2 separate regions of the Rattus norvegicus genome follow, and region 2 is linked to region 1. A link is a contact called in public Hi-C data. All regions are on one chromosome and are shown on one strand. Each heading gives the region's core, a stretch centred on a gene start, on an enhancer-like site or on the middle of the called end of the contact. The rest is flanking DNA. Distances are from core to core; before and after follow the strand shown.

Region 1 (2,945 bases), core at 402-2,901:
TACTGGTGGGGCTTTTGCTCCATGCTAACACATTATAGGTCTAAAAAAGGGATTTACTAGATTTTATCAGAACCCCAGTTCCACCATCTCTAAGCTAAGAATAGAACTATTGTTAAGATGTCCTTAACCCTTCTGTGAGAGAAGATCCCTCATGACACTACACTTCCACAAATGGCTACACTGTATTTAAGGTCACTGTTTCCTACGTTCAGAACAAAATAAGATCATTGATAATTTTATAAACCTTGCAACACCAAAAAAAAGCAATCATGAACTCGTCTCATATTTCCTACGAGTCAAGAGACTCAGATAGAACTTAATTACCTTCATCTCGAGATGAACAAACCTACAATATCACAGTGGCTATGAAGGCTTCACTGGACATTAAAAGCAATCAAATAAGTTAGGTATTTCTAAAATGCACAGATGGAGTAGCCACAGAATATTCATTCGTTTTTCCCCACACAAGACAGAGAAAAGAAGAAAAGGATGACAATTCTTAAGCACATCCAGAACATAAGGTAAACATTGTACTTTGAACTTGGAAAAGATCTTTTTGTCTTCCTGTCTTACCTTCCAGATAGACTAAGGCAGGGATGGGATATCCATGCATCCCAGGTGACTTTGTCACTTGTCTATCATAGAAATCAGTCCTCTCTCACATCTCACTAATTAGATATTTCTTCAGTTGTCTCTCTTGTCCTCTGGACCTCACCATAGTGAAGGATCTGGACAGTGGTCTCATTAGCCTTGGCCTTGCTCTCTTATGGGTTCTCTGTCATATCATTTTCTTTATCAAAGCTTTCTGTCGAAGACAGGAAGCTCACTAGAGCATTTTAGTACTCTATATAGAGAAACTCCTGCACGTTCTGGACTTTGTATACCCATGGAGACAGGATTGCAGAGAATTTGCAATGGCCTACTACTTGAAACCTACCAGAACCTAATTGAGTTGAGCCATTGTAATGATCAAGGAGTGTGTATCATGATGTAGAAAGATAGACATGAGGCTGCTTCAGGCAGAAAGCACTACGGTCCTATGAATATCTGAGTCACTTCTTTTGAGGTGGTCTTATCTGCTAGTCACCAGATCTCTTGTATTTGAAGTGAATACATCATCAAAATTCTGCCCATCTACATCAAAGGATAAGTGAGCTGTATCTTTGTTCTTTGCTGTGTATGTGTTTTCCCTCTTAACAACATGTTCAGGAAAGGAAATTTCTGAATCCTCAAGCTGTGCTTCTCATTTATTAAAAACCCAATCTTCATATTATTTCTATCTGATTAATTACTATAAAGCAATCAAGCGAAACCATGCCATGGCCTCTGTATTTTGTTTACAAATTGATTCTGACTGTCCTGTATGAGATTCCTAGCTCATTTTTTCTAAACCCCTCCTTTCATGGACAAGTAGCACATGAACACAATTCAGCCACGTTCCCTGCCATTTTATAACAAGGATGACCTTTCTTCAAGTTTCTAATAGCACATTTCCTATACCAAAGGGGATGTAGTTTTAACAAGGTGACATTTGAACAGAATTTGAAGGTAGTTACAGTCAGCCATGTGGACACTTGTGGGAACAGTGGTCCCTACAGAGGATGGTCCATGAGCCCGCCTCTGGCTTGAAAAATATCAAGAATTCTGTGTAAGCACAATAGAAGGAGAGCAGGAAGGATAGTGGACGAAAAGAAGGCAATGAAAGCCAGACCTCAGGTTAGTGGTCTGACATCACTTTTCATCTGAATGACACAGAGGTCATTCAAAAGACTTGAATCAAGAAATCGCCATGAAGCATCTCACATTTAAATGTCAAACTGCTTCTGTCATGTTGACAGAATTCAGCTTATGGAAATTATTTTTCATCAGAGTGCTAGATGAATTCAGTTAAGGAAATAAATTAGAGGATAGGGAGAGAGAGAGGGAGAGAGAGAGAGAGAGAGAGAGAGAGAGAGAGAGAGATAAAGAGAGAGAGAGATAGAGAGAGAGATCTTGGAGATGGCTAGCTTAGAAATCTTCACTATGGAGCAGTCAACATCTAAGTTATGGAAAGTGATTGCAGAGGAATAAAAGGAAAAATAAAACTGATGGAATTGTAAACTCAAGAAAAGAGAATAATCAACTCTTTAAGGTTTAGTTTGTTTAAATGCTGCTGAAAGTGACTCTCTCTCTCTCTCTCTCTCTCTCTCGTGTGTGTGTGTGTGTGTGTGTGTGTGTGTGTGTCTGTGTGTGTCTGTGTGTGTTTCAGTTAATGGGATTGAAATCAATATCATATGGAAATCTGCACTCTCAGTGTCAACTAAAGAGGAAAGAGAAGACAACAGAGACAAAGGCACTGGGAAGTCATTGGATGCATTTCCTGTGGAGAAAGGTGCGGAAACAGGAGAATGAAATGAGACAGAGGGTACTGTAGAGAGTCCCTGGGAAAGTGACATAAAAAGAATCTAAAGTAAGAAGTAGAGAGCAGAGCTTTCAATCCCAGCAGAAATGTTCTCTCACTCTAGCAGAAGGGACAACAAGTGTGTGGGCAGGTGGTGCTTATGCTACAGTACTTGTGGGTATTTTTAGATGTCAGCTCTCATCTGCTCATTCTGTTTGCTTGAAGAAGTATGCCGGGAAGTCATTAGCTGAGGATGAAGGCAAATGTGCTAGAAGTATGAAGGAGGCATGCTGGAGCCAATAAAGGAACTTACTAGCCAACAGTATTGCGCAGTGTAGTGTCCAAACTGATGCCAGTGTTCAACATTTGTCTGACTTAATTATCTATTCTGAAAAGAATCTACTCATGATGGTGTGTTTTTTCTTGAATACACTTTTTCTTATGCATCTGGAAAGAAAAATGAGTAGTTTGCTTTCACACGGAAGAGGGTTTTGTCAGGAACTGAGAAGGATGCTATATAAATATGTAAACTATTATTTAAAGTGTGTTTTAATGATGCAGAAAT
Region 2 (3,007 bases), core at 37-2,536, 81 kb after region 1:
GTGACATCTTTCTTCACAGCCAGATCCTGAGATTCTCAGACTCACAAGAGGAGACCAGGAGGGTCCTGCTATCCACACTCACTTGGAGTGTGTGTGTGTGTGTGTGTGTGTGTGTGTGTGTGTGTGTGTTGTGTTTGAGATGTATATAAGTGTTCATATGTGTAGCCACATGTATGTGAATATGGTATGGGTATATGTATTTATGTGCGTGTAGACATAAGAGGTTGACAATGGATATCTTCCTCAATAGCACTCCATCTTGTCTTTTAAGACAGGGTCTCTCACTGAATCTTATGCTTACTAATTTGTCTAGACTGACTGGATCAAGGGCACTGAAGATGCACCTGACTCCTAGCACTTGGTTTGTAGAGTCTCACTGCCATGGCCCAATTTTATGTGGACCTTGGGATTGAACTCAGGTCCTTACACTTACAAAATATGAACGACTTTACTGCTCTGTCTTCCTTAGACTCTGTAAGTTGCCTTTTCTTTTAGAGATTTCAGTTTCACATCAAAAGCACTTTTCTTTTAGTATACAGCAACTAAACTGGGGAAAGAAATCTGAGTCGCAACCACTAAAGCATCGTATTGTAATCAGTCCTATGGTGTCACATGTTAGGTGAATATGATGTGTTCAGAAGATGGGTAATGTCAGCCCAGGAAGGAGCCTGTGCTAAGTATCTTGTCTGACAACCTTCCATTACTAAACAAAGGATACAGAAGTTGTCTCTGTTGTGAGCCTAAATCTTCAGGCTTTAGAAATGACCATGAGGTTGTAATAACCGGGCCACAACTGATGTGACCATCTGAAGCCTTCTTATACCTCTCTTTGTCTTCTACCAACTGAAAGTGGATCTGGTACTTACACAAGAAAGAGTATAAGAGGAAGAAACTCTTTCTTACTGTCCTTGTAAGCAAGTCACTGAGTTTTGTATATGGAGTGGCAAGATGAAGGGGTGATGCATCTTTTCCTAATTTTTTAACTCTTTTAAAATTATGTTGTCTTCATGACTGATGCTGCACCAGAATGTATTAATATATGTGGAGCGGAGGAAGAAAGTTGCAAATGGATGGCTGAAATGGTGAGTCATGGTGTGGCTAATACAAGGTATGATATGTCCTTTTTCCTCTTTAGATGGACACCAATGGCAGAAGAACCATCTGCCTCTTTGATGCTAATCATCTTAAATCTAAAAGGAGCTGTTTATTTAAAATTAAATCACTCATCTTAAGATCATAATAATCAGAGTGTGGGATGGCTGGATCTCCAGCAAGAAACAGAAAAAGATCTCTATAATGTTCATGAATGCACATGACATCTGTGCATTTTTGCAGACTTAAATTATATAGTTAGATGTGGCTGCAAATTACAGATACAAAACTAGGTACAATGTGGTCTTAGGAAGTTATGTAACTATTCTAACTTTGGTTTTCCTATCAGCAAAGTAATTCTGCTAAAATGTCCTCTCACTGCTGAGGGGTAAAGTGCACTAGAGTGCTAGTAATAATCTAGTAGACAGTCCATGACTTTCTGTCCTGCCAGTAAATTGTTCATTGTTATTAAGCTAACCACGTTATATTCAATGAAGGATGAGAGAGTACATAATCCCTTTCTTAAAAGATCCACATAATGGCCTTCCTGGGAAGACATGAGACATTTGAATGTGTTTTGCTTACTGAACTCCATGAAAACAGGAGTGCTAACACGTTTTTAGGTAGTCTTTTCATCCTGTGCCTTTATCCCTGTCTTGACTACTACTAGTATTTCTAGCTGCACTGCTTTAGAGAAAGATCTAGAATATTTTATAGGAGGGTTTTCTTCTGTGCATTCTCAGTAGAAATTCTAATTGTTCCTTTGCAAGGTAACAACTGATGAAGAGTCCTAGACATGCTTGGTGGGCTCAACACCTGCACTGCTACTTAATCTTCAGCACAGTGAGGTTATTGTAAAGCATGGCATTTTGTTTATATTTCTGTCTTGATCTTGTTTTTCTTGTTCTGAATGTAAGTGTTTCAACTATGATAGAGCAAGACCACCACAGAGACTGGCACAATAAAGGCTCTAAGCTCTTGGTAGTGCTAATTGCCCAAAAGATGAATCACAATGCAGAACAATGTACAAAATAAAAAACCATGTTGATCTTTGCGTTATTTTTTGTTGCTGTTTTTCATTTTGTTTTCCCTTTAGAAATATAACAAGGACTGGGAAGTGATTTTCTTACATTCTCACTCTTCTGAGCATGGGAATACATATCTAATACTCTGATCAACCCAAAAGTCTTAGTAAGGTCAGACTTAGTAAGTGTCCTGACACATGAAGATTATCTGATACACAATGATTAATGTTAATTCATTCCCAAATCATTCATTTCTGCTTAGGAATATTTTCTTTGTTTCTTTCTTTTTCTGTCTGTCTGTCTGTCTGCTTTTCTTTCTTTCTTTCTCTCTTTCTTTCTTTCATGTTTATTTATTTATTTATTTTATTAACTTGAGTATTTCTTATATACATTTCAAGTGTTATTCCCTTTCCCGGTTTCCGGGCAAACATCCCCCTACCCCCTCCCCTTCTTTATGGGTGTTCCCCTCCCCTCCCTCCCCCCCTTGTCGCCCTCCCCCCAACAATCTAGTTCTTTTTACATAAGGCCTGCGCGCTTTTGTCATGACTGACTTAGAACTCATCACAGCCATCAAACTGCCTAAGTCTCCCCGCTACTTGAGTTTCTGTCACTGGAGATTTCCCAGGTTTATGATAAATACTGCTTTGTGTTTCTCTGTTACCTGTTCCATAAAGAATATTATCATCCTGCATTAATTTTTCTTCTCTGGGTAGAACATATGTTATTGTTTAATAATAACAATCAATACAAGAAGTGTGTATACATTCAAAAAACCAGAATGGTCTGATCTGAAAGGAAGTTAATGAAAGAATAAACATTAAATCAAGTTTTTTTTAATGTCTGTGAACTACACAAATAAAAGATTAATAAAATACACTCATTACCCTCAT

Evidence for each region. A called contact is a pair of places that touch in the nucleus more often than the background predicts.
Region 2: a contact with region 1 is called in a Hi-C map of frontal cortex, with 2.6 times the contacts expected there. The contact joins two enhancer-like sites.

The regions. Positions count from the first base shown.
Region 1 is chr17:75,024,895-75,027,839 of GRCr8, forward strand. No RefSeq gene overlaps it. Among named protein-coding and RNA genes, the nearest start is that of Celf2, 1.3 Mb to the right of the region's middle. Within about 2 kb of position 1,652, at least 16 of the 93 cell types and tissues checked have an H3K27ac peak or open chromatin away from gene starts, as enhancers often do.
Region 2 is chr17:75,106,640-75,109,646 of GRCr8, forward strand. No RefSeq gene overlaps it. Among named protein-coding and RNA genes, the nearest start is that of Celf2, 1.2 Mb to the right of the region's middle. Within about 2 kb of position 1,287, at least 5 of the 93 cell types and tissues checked have an H3K27ac peak or open chromatin away from gene starts, as enhancers often do.